Linked DNA regions of Arabidopsis thaliana: region 2 is linked to region 1. The links are chromatin contacts, called in public targeted proximity ligation maps. All regions are on one chromosome and are shown on one strand. The core of a region is the stretch at or near the end of the contact, and the rest is flanking DNA. Distances in the headings are between cores, read along the strand shown. Region 1 holds the start of AT3G52500 (Eukaryotic aspartyl protease family protein). Region 2 holds the start of AT3G52570 (alpha/beta-Hydrolases superfamily protein).

Evidence for each region.
Region 2: a targeted proximity ligation map of shoot shows a contact between it and region 1, with 10 read pairs. A contact is called at or near these places in 1 of 26 Hi-C or Micro-C datasets (seedling), 1 of 2 datasets of targeted methods (shoot) and 1 of 3 other capture datasets (root).

Annotation. Positions count from the first base shown.
Region 1 is chr3:19,464,888-19,471,784 of TAIR10.1, forward strand. AT3G52500 (Eukaryotic aspartyl protease family protein) reads right to left here and starts at 2,568. Exons shown (of 1, transcript NM_115110.3): 1 at 377-2,568. The coding sequence starts at 2,166. The coding sequence ends at 757. It overlaps AT3G52510 (F-box associated ubiquitination effector family protein), which reads right to left and starts at 5,926. Exons shown (of 3, transcript NM_001339575.1): 1 at 5,711-5,926; 2 at 5,416-5,459; 3 at 4,765-5,339. The coding sequence starts at 5,736. The coding sequence ends at 4,765.
Region 2 is chr3:19,498,034-19,504,930 of TAIR10.1, forward strand. It overlaps AT3G52570 (alpha/beta-Hydrolases superfamily protein), which reads left to right and starts at 3,097. Exons shown (of 5, transcript NM_115117.3): 1 at 3,097-3,370; 2 at 3,450-3,688; 3 at 3,837-3,949; 4 at 4,281-4,421; 5 at 4,507-4,994. The coding sequence starts at 3,112. The coding sequence ends at 4,762. It overlaps AT3G52565 (a tRNA gene), which reads left to right and starts at 2,955; the gene lies at 2,955-3,034. It overlaps AT3G52580 (Ribosomal protein S11 family protein), which reads left to right and starts at 5,120. Exons shown (of 6, transcript NM_115118.5): 1 at 5,120-5,293; 2 at 5,565-5,684; 3 at 5,762-5,807; 4 at 6,204-6,289; 5 at 6,386-6,515; 6 at 6,601-6,897. The coding sequence starts at 5,291. The coding sequence ends at 6,668.

The sequences.
Region 1 (6,897 bases), core at 1,318-3,817:
TAAAATATATATTTAAGATTTATAATTATTAATTTATGATATTATTGGAACCATATTTTTACATAAAGATTTTAAAAAAATTATTATCTTATTATCTTATCGATTTTGATTAATTTTTACATTGACCCGACTTGAGACCGATAAAATTTATTAATTTATCATGTTTATTAATTTATCGAATATTAATTTTTTAGAGTTTCTACTGTATTTCTGTTTTTTTCGTCAACATACTATCTCTTTATTCCTTGATGCATCATTTCACAAATTCTTTGTTGTACCTATTATTTCCATTGATAAATGGGTCTATGAATATAGTCGAAGCTATATAAAACTGAAATTTAAATAAAAGTTGAACTTTTTCTTACTTTATTTGGTACACGGGGATATGTCATATGTACTTACATGTTTGTTTCACATCAATAAACATTCAATTTCTAAAAATACTATGATAATTAGTGAATATATTAGTGGTTGTTTGGTTACTTTAGATTAATGGACATTGACGTGGTATCACTGTATTATATTGTCCATATTCGATAATGCAAACATCTTTCTTCTAATGATAATGTCTAGCATCGACAATTTTAGCATCCAACTATTACGATTTTTTTTTTTAATTTATTAATTTTACTACTCTTACATATTTCTGATATTTCTATAAACATTTAAACCCTTTTCTTTTATTTCGGAAAACGGAATTAAAAATCATAAAAATTGATCTCATCGTTGTGAAAAGTCAAATTTACCCCTGAAAACTCACGGGCTACACTTCTTCTTCGCGAACCCAAACCTGTCATTCTCCAAATCGTATTCAACTAAATAGTTCTGTTGCTGGAAACTCCCCAGAATTATCGCCGGTCCAGTCCCGCCGGAGGGATTAACGGTTTTATCCGAAACCACCGTAAGACAAACGGTATCAGTATTCCCAACGAACGTGAAGTAATTGGATAACGGCAATTCCAACTTCGCTCCACCTTTAAACTCAAAAATCAGCTCCGGCACCGTCACATCTCCCTTCCCGGAGATATTAAAACACGGTCCAAGTCCTGTTTCCTTCTCCAAGTCTTTCTCACGAGTGTAGTTCGACATCTGTGAAGCGAATTCTTCAGCAACGAGCTCGAAAACGGGTCGCTCCATGAAAGTGAATGTAGATCCGGAATCAACAATGGATCCTCCGTCTCCGTTAGTTCCCGGCGCGAGATACTTATACGGAATCTTCACGTGCTTTCTTCCGACGTAGATTCGCCGGAGATTGAGGTAATAATACTCGAGAAAAGCTTTGTTGGAGACATTGGGATTTTTCCGAAACGGCGTGTATGTGAGACCCGGAGTTTTAGACCCGGAATTATGACCCGATCCGGTATCTAAATCAAGATCGGTGGTTACGTTGGTATCGTCAAACCGACGAGAAACCAAACAGTGAGAGAATCTCTTGAGATTCATTTGTGAAGGAAGCGATACGGGTCCTCGCCCAAACCCAGCGATACCAGCGGGTTGTCGGGTGGAGATAATTGAACATCCGACTACGAAATCGGGTACGGTTAGATCCGGGAAATCAAGCTTTTCGGTTATTAAAACCCCAGCCGTTGATCCTAATCCGTATTGAAGAATGTACGGTGGACAACCGACGGTGCAGTTTCGGGTATTCGGGTCACATCCTCTGCATTGAACATTGGGTCCGTATAGAAACTGACATTTTGGACTCTGACACCCGATAATCTTCGAAGAGGAAGAGTTCTTGGGGATAAATCTAGGGATTAGAGTCGGATCCAAACCGGAGAAATCGCAACCGGAGCAGAGATATCTTGAGGTACAAGGTAGCCAAACGAGACTGCTTCCGGTATCGAAAACGAATGGGATTGTTTGCGACGGTGTGCCGAAGCTGAGAGAGACTGAGTATCCGCCGTAGCTTTTAGCAGAGAGAGGAGATTTCACGACGGTGGCGGATGCGGTGGTGGTGGAGGAGAGAGCATCTTCGTCGGGTTTTATTGAGGTGCCGTGTTTGAGTTTATGAGCTCTAGCGATTGAGGATTCAGCGAGACGACGGAGAGAGAGGTAAGGGTCTTTTGGTGATTGGTCGGAGTGGGAGAAGGGAGAGAGAGGTAGTTTGACGGCGGAGACGACGGAGAGGAAGATAAGGAAGAAGAAGAAGATAGAAGAAGCCATTGTAATGGTGTGTTTGGGATTGATGGCTTATGGGTTAAGTAAGTGAGAAGGAGAAGAAAGAAGACAAAGAAGTGGAAAGTGGAGAATCATGTTCGATCTCTGTGACTTTCTTCTTCCTTTTATAAAAATGTTTTAGAATAATAATTTAGTTAAATGTGTCTGTTTTTACTTGGAAACTTATTACTAGTTACTACTATAAGTAAATCTTATACGTGGAAATGTAATTTTTGTTTAGTCGACATGATACATCTCTGTCTACGTAGACATGATGATACAGAGCCAGCCAATACATTCTTGTATCTATAGAAAATGCCAATGGTATTGATTTTGTGGAGGTATACTATATGTGTTTAATGATATTTGCTATACAAATAGTCAAATACTAATTATAGGATTATTTACGCCATTCAAGTTGAAAAAAGAGCATGCTTATGTCGTTGAAAAATTCCAACTAAACAAATAAAACTAAGAGAATTTGTGGGAAATCACCATAGACCTATCTTTTTCAATTAATTGGCATGATTATTGATTGGCCATGTGATGATCGCTCAAGGGGCTAACCATATTGACAAATCATGTGATGCATATTTATTAATCCATATCTTCTCTAACCAGATTTACAAGTTGCTTTAGTTGAATACATTTTGTCAGTGTTTTTGAGGAATGGAGTTTTTTCCCGTCCAAGTTCCATACTTCAGATTATTCACCAGTTTTAAGTAATCATGTACTCTGAATGTACTTATGAGGGAATGACTGGTTTAACAATATTTTTCAACTGTATATATATATATATATATATATATTTTTTTTTTTTTTTCATAGTAAGATCCAGAATATCATATGAGATTCATATATATACTCCATGTTCTAATTGACTTCTTGTTTACATGTAACTTTTTGCATATAGATTGATAAAAATTTGAAGAGATTAATAAATCGTATTTAACAAAAAAAAGAGATTAATAAATCGTAACATGAATCTCGACGTTATAAATCCATTGACGAAATAAAAAGCACGTTGAATACAATAGGTGTGAGGAATCGACCACATGTATATTTGTTGACTCTTATAAACTATATGACCTTAAACTTTTAAAAGTGGCAAACAGGTCATAAAACAAATAATTTTAAGGCTTTCCTTTCAAAGAAGTGACTTATTAATGCGTACATATTGATGAACAATAAATAAAAGTCAGTAAGTATATTTAACTAAGAAGACTTGAGAATATGTTTTAACAATTATGAACTTGAGAAAGTATTTTTGAGACAACTTCGATATATTTGTACTACTGCAGCAGTAAAAGTGTAAAACAAACATAGTTTCAGAAAAATTTGAGAAAAGTTTTCTATTGAAGTGTTAGAAATAGAGTAAACAGGTCAAGCCAATTAAACTAGGTTTATAAAAATGAACGAGCAGGTACCAACACCGAAGTCAACTGAAAAACTGTTTTATTTTTTAAAAACTTCTTATCTCAACGTTCAATGGACCAGCAACTATTTTTCTACGAATTGTTGAATCTCTAATTTTTTTAAGAATCATTTTAAAAATATATATGTAGTACTGAAAATACAATGGTGTCTCTGTATATAAGAAAAAGGAGAAAGAGGAAGAAGATACTACTGATAATGGTTTTAGTTATCTCTTTACAAATTAACATTAATTAGTGCATATATATGCTCTTTCATCAATCATGATACTTTTATAAGAGTGCTGAGTATGTTTAGACATTAAAAACAAGACACGAATGCTTCAAATAAAATAGTGATGTAACCCACATATATGATTTGATTGAAGGGAACTAATACTATTTCTTAGCTTAGATCCTAGTTAACTAGGCTCATCCAGTGACTTTCCAAATATGCTTACTCGTTTTTTTTTGTTTTTTTAAATTTATTTTCGGAGTTATGTTGTTTTACTCTTAAATGATCTTAATGAATTTCGAATTGCTTTTCTATTGGATATGTGTTTTTATTTCATAACAAAGCAATCTTGAGGGTTTTCCTAGCGTGAGTGATATACTAATTAGAACAATTGTAGGAAAGACTTATACTGGACTGGTATAATTTCACATCAACAATGATTCATCAAATAGATAAGTTTTAAAGTTGCAAATGGAAGAAAGACTTTAGAACTATCACGGGGAAAAAATATCAAGTGCATCGAACGAAAGGGACAAAAACAAAATATAATAACAACAAAAGATTCAGAGGAACGATTAATGTTTGTCCGTGGAAATTAGGGAGCACGTGAATTAACCGAGGTACACGGTGGGACATGCGGTGGTCAATCTTGTATCACACGGTGACGTCACCTCAACGCCTAAAAGTAAAATGATAAATTATACCTTCGTATATGTAATTTCATAATATTAAAATAAATAATGAGTCATTTTGACTAGGGATGATTCTAAGTTCATTTTTGTTTTAAATTGCCCTCAAACCTAAATATATCATGAAATTCGTGTCATTAGCTCCCACAGCCAAGTTGATCATCAAGCATTATTAGAACTCATACTAAACTTTTCCATCTTAACTGCTAAGAATTCTTCAAACTTAGGGGAGGATTTCTAATCACTTTTCATTTCAAGAAGAGCGCTTCTAACAGTTCAAAGACAACTCTGAAAGCACAATACAGAACTTAAAAATGAAATACAAGAAGAGATGTTTCTTTCCCAGTCTGAGCTGAACGCAGCGACTCGTGCCGGGCAGCACCAAGTCATCGCCATGGACAACATTCATTTGGTCAAGTGGCAAGACCAAAGTTTTTTTTGACCACTTCTTCTTCTTCTTCACATCCTCCATAACCCTTAGGTCTACACTCGCATCAACCGCAAGTTTAGAGTATTCGAAAATATCTAATTTGTCTCTGTAGTTAACGAGGTTAGCACGATATGAGTGCCAAATGATACCAGCCTCTACAGGTAACTCAATCAAATTGAATTCTTCAAAAGTCAAGTCAAAACTCACGAGCACACATTTATTTGCATCAACCCAAGCTGCTCCATAGTACAACATACCGTTGATGGAGATACCTTGTGAGAAAGGACGATGAGGAGGAGGAGGAGCGTTGCTATAAGTACTTCTCCAATAAGCTCCAGGACCAAGTACCAACACTTGATGCTCGGATCTCATCTGCCCATCTTCCTTGCTCACCTCCCAAACTTTGCGAAGCACTTTGTATTCATCATTAACAGAGTCATACCCAAAATAGTTCCAAATGACTTGATCTTATGATGGGCAAAGTCACACGTTGCTTGGTGGTGAGGTTACAGATTCGTACTCTTCTCCCAAGTCTGACACAGAGACAACATTGTTCACTTTTCATCACCTATCTTAACATTGTAACTAAACATAAACGATCATCACCAAAAGGGCATGGAGATTACAAGAAAACTCTACTAACAAGACAAAAACAACTATTTCATCACCTAGATACAAATTCTTATTCACCTATCTCAATTGCTCAAGCTCTAACATTGTAAATAGCATCAAGAATCATCATCACTAAATCATAACAAAAGTAACACTATTTGTCAAGACTGACATAGAAGTAAACTGCTCATGTATCATAGGTTGATGATTTGGTCCTGACAAGGACTAAAGCAAGCATGGTTGAAGAGTTTAAGGCTTCCATGAGGATAGAATTCGATAAGTCCGACTCTGGAGAAATGAGTTATTTCTTGGAGTATGCTTGTGAGATTCTAGAAAGGTTCAAAATGGAGGACTGCAACTCTTACTTTGTCGTTGAAGTAAATCCCTAGAGTTTAGGGATGATTTGATATAGTCAATAAGAACAGAGTTGCTTCTTTATTTTTAGCAAGAACAAAGTTGAAACTTAAAAAAAAAAAAAAAAAAAAAAAAAGGTTGAAACTTTATTAGGGATGAAAAATGTTCATTTCAGACTTGATGGACTTTACTCTATTATAGACCTATGGTTGATTTATAATAAAGCTTTTGTGAGCTAAAACAAGATACATTTTACGGAGGTTCAAAAGCTTAATTCTACTCTTAATCTATAAAACGCATGACCTCTGTGAAATTTGCTACGGATTTTATGTTATCTTTGCTGATATAATAGTGATACTAGACTCTATCCACACACATTAAAATCAGTTTGTAAGTCTAGATAAATAAATAGTACTCGCGAGAGGAAAAATATAAGTAAACCTTTATAAGTTTTTGCATTGAGAAGATGTTATCATTATACTAAGATAGCACAAAAATAACCAATGAAAAATTATGTAGCCAGCACAAATATATCAACTCTTTCGGAAGACTCAGAATTTAAATATAAATAAAAGTATAATAAATAAATAAAAAACGATGTGTCGAACTAAAAAATTTCTCCTATTTTCAATTTAATTTTTTATAATTTTGACAACCGCCTTAAATTTTCTTATTCCCACATTACTTTAGGTCCACGCGAATGAACGCTGATGATTTGGGTTTGATGTGGAGGTATTTTTTCTCACTTCGATTTCGTTGTTTACAGAGGGTTTCTTCAACTGGTACGATGAACAAGTTTCTATGGATCCGCGATCGTCTGTCCGTGGTAAGAAGAGTTAGAATCATAGATTATCTAGATTTTTTTAAAATTTTAATGTTGTTATTGTAAAACAATCTCTACAACTAGCTTGGAGAAAAATCTTATTGTCTAATAATTTGTTCCACTTAGAACACCTTCTCGGCATTGTCCATAACACAACAATTTAGATTCGCATTAGAAGCAAA
Region 2 (6,897 bases), core at 1,847-4,346, 34 kb after region 1:
ACTGAATTTGTCATCCATTTCACAATAGTTTTAATCTTATGACTTCACTTTTTTGTTTCATAAATTTGTCGTTTTGTATATTTAATGTATATTTTAAAGAAACTTATAGTTTATTTATATGGCGTATTTTATCAATTAGACTTTGTTTGTTTGATTCATTTATTAGTTAATACTACTCAATGTTTTATCTATTAAATTGTTTGTCACAGTAAGACTATTATTCAACTGATTTCTTGAATGAAAATATGTCTAAAATAACTTTAGTGACACCAATACATATTTTTCTCATAAATGTTTTTACTATTCTCTCTGTTTCATTATAAATTTTGTTTTATAATTTTACACGTATTAAAACCTATTAATTTTTTAATTGTATAATTTATTAAATTTTCAATGTTAAATCAATAAACTACAATAATACAAATATAGAACTACATGGTGTGATTTATAGTCATTTTAGAAATAGTGTCTAGAAAGTATGGTTCATTCAAGAAAATGGTCTAATAATAGTTTATAGTATGAAAAAACAATTTTGAATATAGTTAAAGATAGAAATAATGGCTAGCACTAACTAAAAATGAATCAAATAAAAAGAATTCATCTACAATTTACTTTTCGTTATTAAAAATTAAATAATAATAGTACGTTTATACAGTGAAGCATCCGTTTCAAAGTTTCCAACGACGGTTTCATGCGCCAGCTAAAAACTTCTTTTTGATTGATAATCAAATGGACATTCTGAAGGTACCCACAAAACTCAACTACTTTGAGTTACTTTCCAAATTTTGAATATAAATCAATGTTTTTGGTGGTGACAAATTTTGACAATATAAAAGAATGAAAGATGTAGATAGATGTATGTAAGTAGTGCTTGCTGGTAGTTAAATTGGATATTCAAAGGTGAAAACCATTAAGATGTTTCTAACTACCAGATTCACTAGTCATTGTAAAAATTATCACAAAATGTTTAGCAATAATTTAGAAGAATAAAAGGATATCCATTAATGTTTTTAAAAAAAACATTTCCTTTGATTAATCTAATGATGGTAGTTAAATTACTTGACTTTAATTTCCTGTCTTTTTATTTTAAAACAGGAAATTATTTGGACGAAAGGTTATGGTACAATAAACTTTATTACTGTACTTTTAATGTTTCACATATTTGCATAACTTTCATTTTTCTAAATTGTTACGATCAAGATAGCCATTGATTTTCATTTGAACAATGGAAAGTAACTGGATATGAGTATGATTTATTGATTAGTACTCTCAAAATGTTTATTATGATCAATTAAACAGACGTTTGTAACTTGCGTTTTAAACCGTCATTTGAAGTAGAATTTTCATAATTATATAAAATCTCCTATATATATTATTTGAGAAGCTAGAGGGATAACGTTTGAATTTTAGAACTTTGAATAGCAAACGAAAGAGTAACAAATTAAAAAAAATGAAACAAACAGTTACTAGAATTTAATACAAGAGGCCAATAACTAAAATACAGACCTCACGAGGACATAATATAGCTGTTAATAACTTAGGAATCTCTCGTGTATTAAATGTTTCACAATTAAGAGGACAATCAAATTTAAAATGATTTATAGACTAAAAAATTTAACGACAGTTATGCAACAGGGTTTCAAAACTTTAATGGCAATTATACAACAGCCTAAACTGGGATGATTTGTGAAAGTGGCCTCTTTAATTTTTGAATTTGCTTCACAAGATTATAAGAATATAAAAAAGCTAGGAATATGTTGTTTTAGCAGAAAATAAAATAATTATATAACAAAATGTCAAATACTACCATTGACCTTCCATAAAATCTAATACCTCAGCATCAGTTATATCCCATGTGAAGCTATTTAATGGAATTTAATGGTAGCTTTTAGTTGATACTACCATTTGTTTACTTTTCTTTTGTTATCTTAATCACATTCATTACGAATCTGAAGAGTGAAGGAGATAACTTCTGGAATCTGTTTCTCTAATATTTTTCAAGTAATCGCTACTAATCGAGTTAAGTTATATACTAAGAAGATCGAATTTGATTCCAAGTGAGATGAAGCTACGCTTGAGCATAAAAACCAATTAAGTTGTATATCTTGTTTAATGCAAGCCCTTTCTCCAAAACTTATTCATTTCAAGATTGGTTGGTTTTTGTAGTCAGAACCGTAAACCGTTTCTATATGCATGAGCTTGTATCAATCATGTGAAAGGTTTCTTCTTCCCTTTGCACAAATGAATAAAAGCATCAAAAACCTATAGATTGCTTTCATTGATTATGGAAGAGGATCGATGTCTATAATTGTCTTGTTCTGGTTTGAAGTTTTCTTGTAGCACTGTCCAAACACTCTCTTTGGACTTTTTATTCCTCATTATACGGAAAATTAAATCTAAATAAATTACATAACGATAAGTGACATACCGCATTATCCGTTTTTCAATTAAAGCTCTCGCTTGTTCAAGATCATCTCTTCTTCATCAACTTGATTCTTCATTCAATAATTTGTTTTAGACTTTTGGAACAATAATGTTTCTTTGTTTTTGCTATGACATCTACATTAACAAATAGACATGCAACGTCAACTATTGAACTATAATAAAATCAATATACATCTTTAGAAATCACAATATTAATAAAAATTTGCAGCTTGTATCTTGGTGGGCTAGACTTTTGGATGATTTTTCAGATGATTTATATATGCAATGTATTCGTATAGTTTCATGGTTCAATTAGTCTTTTTTCTCGGGTCAATATTCGCATAGATTAATAATGTTTACGTGGGTTCATCAATTACTATCAACTTGTATGCATGCTAAATTACACCATTGAAATTAAAAATGATAAATACACCATTTTAACAATTTAAATAATTTTTAATTGTACAATTTTGAAGTCTGAATCTGAATTGTAAGTACTAAATTAAACTTAAAGAGTCATATAAACATCTGACAGTTTGGCCGAGTGGTCTAAGGCGCCAGATTTAGGCTCTGGTCCGAAAGGGCGTGGGTTCAAATCCCACAGCTGTCAATTCCTTTTTTTTCTTTTGTTCCTTCGTTTTATTTACTTCGCCGGAGAGATTCGAAGCTACCAAAGAAGAAGAATCAATGGCGAGAACGAGAATTATAACGAACCGATTTGAATCTCGCTTTTTGATTCGTTTCCTTGAATCTCCGACTCTATTCGCCTCTTGTTTCACGAGTTCCAGATCTCTTCAAACCCTAGCCTACGAAGAAGTCCGAACCTCCGGTGATCGGGAGTCTGAATCTACAGCTCTCATCCTTCATGGCCTCCTCGGTTCCGGTCGCAACTGGAGATCGTTTTCTCGCTCCCTTGCATCATCTCTCTCCGTCTCCTCTGCTTCTGGTACGCTTCTCTCTGTGATTAGTATCTTGAGCTTTTCATTTGATATATCGATTGAAATTTCTTGTGTGTGTACATTCAGATTGGAAGATGATATTGGTTGATCTGAGGAACCATGGGAGATCTGCGGAAGTGGAAGGGCTTAATCCGCCTCATGATCTTGTGAATTCAGCTAAGGATTTAGCTGATTTGGTTAAAGCAAGTGGCTGGAATTGGCCTGATGTGGTCATTGGTCACTCTTTGGGAGGTAAAGTGGCGTTGCAGTTCATGGAGAGTTGTGCTCGTGGTGATTTTGGTGAATCTGCTTCTCCTCCTAAACAGGTACTGGACCAAAGTTACTTCACCTTGTGAATTCTTATCATGTATGCAAGTTTAAGAGCTCATTGTTGTTGTGAGATGCAATATTTGTGATCTTTTAATCTGATAATGATGATGATGACCATAGCAAAGGTTGTTTGGTGCAGAACAGCTATGGGTACTAGACTCTGTCCCTGGGGAAGTCAAGGCAGAAAAAAGTGATGGTGAAGTAGAGAAAGTTCTGAAGACTTTGCAGAGTTTACCTTCATCAATCCCTTCTCGCAAGTAAAGTCTCATTCTTTATGTGGTTCTTGGTGTTTGTCTAATTATCTACACTCTGGACTCTTTGTTTTAGCTTAGGAATTCCAAATTGATTCCCGCATATGAAATCTCGAGTGAACGTTAGTATAGTTGGTGTATAAGTATACCATCTCTCTGATTGAGCTGTTACTGCGGATTCTAGGACATTTTTAAGATTTAGATAAGTGGGAATAAAGAGCATGCTTATATGATCGCTTCTAGCTGATTATGTTACATATATAAATGAGGCTCATTTCAGCTTGCAGAGTATAGAATCCAACCTTGGTGTCACTCAAACATTGTTTTCTGATTCTAGGTGGCTTGTTGATCGTATGGTCGAACTTGGGTTTTCAAGATCATTATCCGAGTGGATTGGCAGCAATCTCAAGAGATCTGGAGACTCAGAGACATGGACCTTTAACCTTGACGGAGCTGTCCAAATGTTCAACTCTTACAGGTTTATTTCCCTTCCTAAGAACCAATGACTATGATTATATTATGAACCTTCCTCGAGATTTTGACTTTTTACTTTCCTACTGCAGAGAGACTTCTTACTGGTCTTTGCTAGAGAACCCGCCAAAAGAGACAGAGATAAATTTTGTGATTGCAGAAAAGAGTGACCGATGGGACAACGATACAACCAAGCGGCTTGAAACAATAGCTAACCAGAGACAGAATGTAGCCGAAGGGAAGGTTGCGACTCATCTTCTTCGTAACTCTGGCCATTGGGTACACACAGACAATCCAAAGGGACTCCTAGAGATTGTGAGTCCCAACTTCTTCTCCCCACACGAGTAGACGATGCGCTACGAAAATGGCATTAGTCTTTGCTTACAATTTCACTCCTGTTCAGTATCTATATGCAGAAATAGCAAATCCAATCGCAACTATTTTGACGATGCGCGGTTTTTCCCGTTTGTGTTTCCTAATTTTGCATTAGCATATCCTTTCAACAATGTACAAACGTTTAGGAGGATCTAATAACATCAATAAACTTATCACATTCATAACTTTATACACAAGATTTGAAAGACAATGACTGCTACGTTAGTACGAGGCACAACACCAGTAAGAAGACTAGAGACGATTAAAAATCCAAGATGCTCAAAAACTAGCACTTTTGCTCACTTTTATGGGCCGTAATATGTTGGGTCTGTATATATATTGGGTCTCAATTAAATTATCCATAAAATCACTACTTTAACCCTAACAAAAATTCAGACTATTAAAGCAAATTCTGATCCGTCTCTTTCGCTAGCTAAAGGTAAAAGGCGGAACAACAAAAGAAACCCTAGCTTCCCTTTGTACCTCTCTCTGTTCCAAACCATGGTAAGTTTGTCTAAAGCTTATAATTAATTTTCATGGATTTAGTGATTAAGAAGATATATAATCTGTAAATCCATTTCTGGTATTGTGTGGTGGTCTGAAGTGAGAAAATGTTTAATAAGCAATCCTTATTCTTCGAATTTCGATCTGAGATCATATGAATTTTCTGAGACATTGGATTTTTTTTGTGTGGCTCTAGCGTTGAGTTATCAAATTGAGAAGTTTTTATTAGATATTGCAAATGCATAATGCTAGTTTTTGTTTGGTTTTGTAGTCGAAGAGAAAGACCAAAGAGCCAAAGGTTGAGAATGTGACTCTTGGACCAGCTGTTCGTGAAGGAGAGCAAGTCTTTGGAGTTGTTCACGTCTTTGCTTCATTCAACGACACTTTCATTGTGAGTGGCTTCTTTATTTTTCAAGCAAAGTTAGATTTTTATGTACATTTCTGAACTTCTTATATCTGCAATTGCAGCACGTGACTGATTTGTCTGGACGGGAAACACTTGTTCGCATCACTGGTAATCATCTCTTTCAACTCTCACTCTCTAATCCTTTGGTGATGATCCCTTTGTTAACTTGTATGCGGTAGTCTCTGTTGAGTGTGAAATGAAGTTCTTGACTGCCTAAAGGTTCTGCTTAGTATCTGCTCTTTTAAGTTTTTTCGAGGAATCCGTTGATATCTTTATAGAAATTGCTTTGTTCTTGACGGCATCAATGTTCCTGCTTATAGAACTAAGTTAGTTACCATTGTTATTAGTATTATGGTCTTCTCTATAGGGTGTGAGCTGAAGTGTCTTTAGTCTTTGTTCGTTTAACTTTTGAGGAATTCCTTTTGTTTATCTGTTTGGAAATTGCATTGTTCTTAAATAACAATGGGTTGCTAAAATTGCTGTTTCGATTTCCTACTTCTGTAGGTGGAATGAAGGTGAAAGCCGACAGAGATGAGTCCTCACCTTATGCTGCTATGCTTGCGGCACAAGATGTTGCTCAGCGATGCAAGGTAAAGGCAAAGAAATTGCATTACCAAGCAGACAACTTGATAATCTTTTATGTTTCTATATTTAATCGATTTGGTGAATATATTTATGCAACACAGGAACTTGGAATCACTGCCATACATGTGAAACTCCGTGCCACTGGTGGTAACAAGACCAAGACCCCTGGACCTGGTGCTCAGTCTGCTCTAAGAGCCCTTGCCCGTTCTGGCATGAAAATTGGTCGCATTGGTAAAACAGCAGCAATCTTCAACTGTAATTGTTTAATTGCATCTTTGATTGAATAAATCTCTGACATTGTTCTTGTTTTCCTCAGAGGATGTGACTCCAATCCCAACCGACAGTACCCGCAGAAAGGGTGGAAGAAGAGGAAGGAGGCTCTGAGTTATTTGGCCTCTCGTTGGATCTCCTTATGTAGCTTTCTCAATGTTTCATTTTGTTTTTTCTTAGTTTGAAAAGAGTTTTGGAATTACTATGCTTTGTTATAGTCTCAACTCTGAACAGCTTTGGATCTTTTTCTGTATGACCATAAGATATTCAAAAATTGGTAGTCATTTTATCTCACAAAAAAACCTTGAATTTGTGCTGTATGATTTTGTAAAGTCTTAGGTGC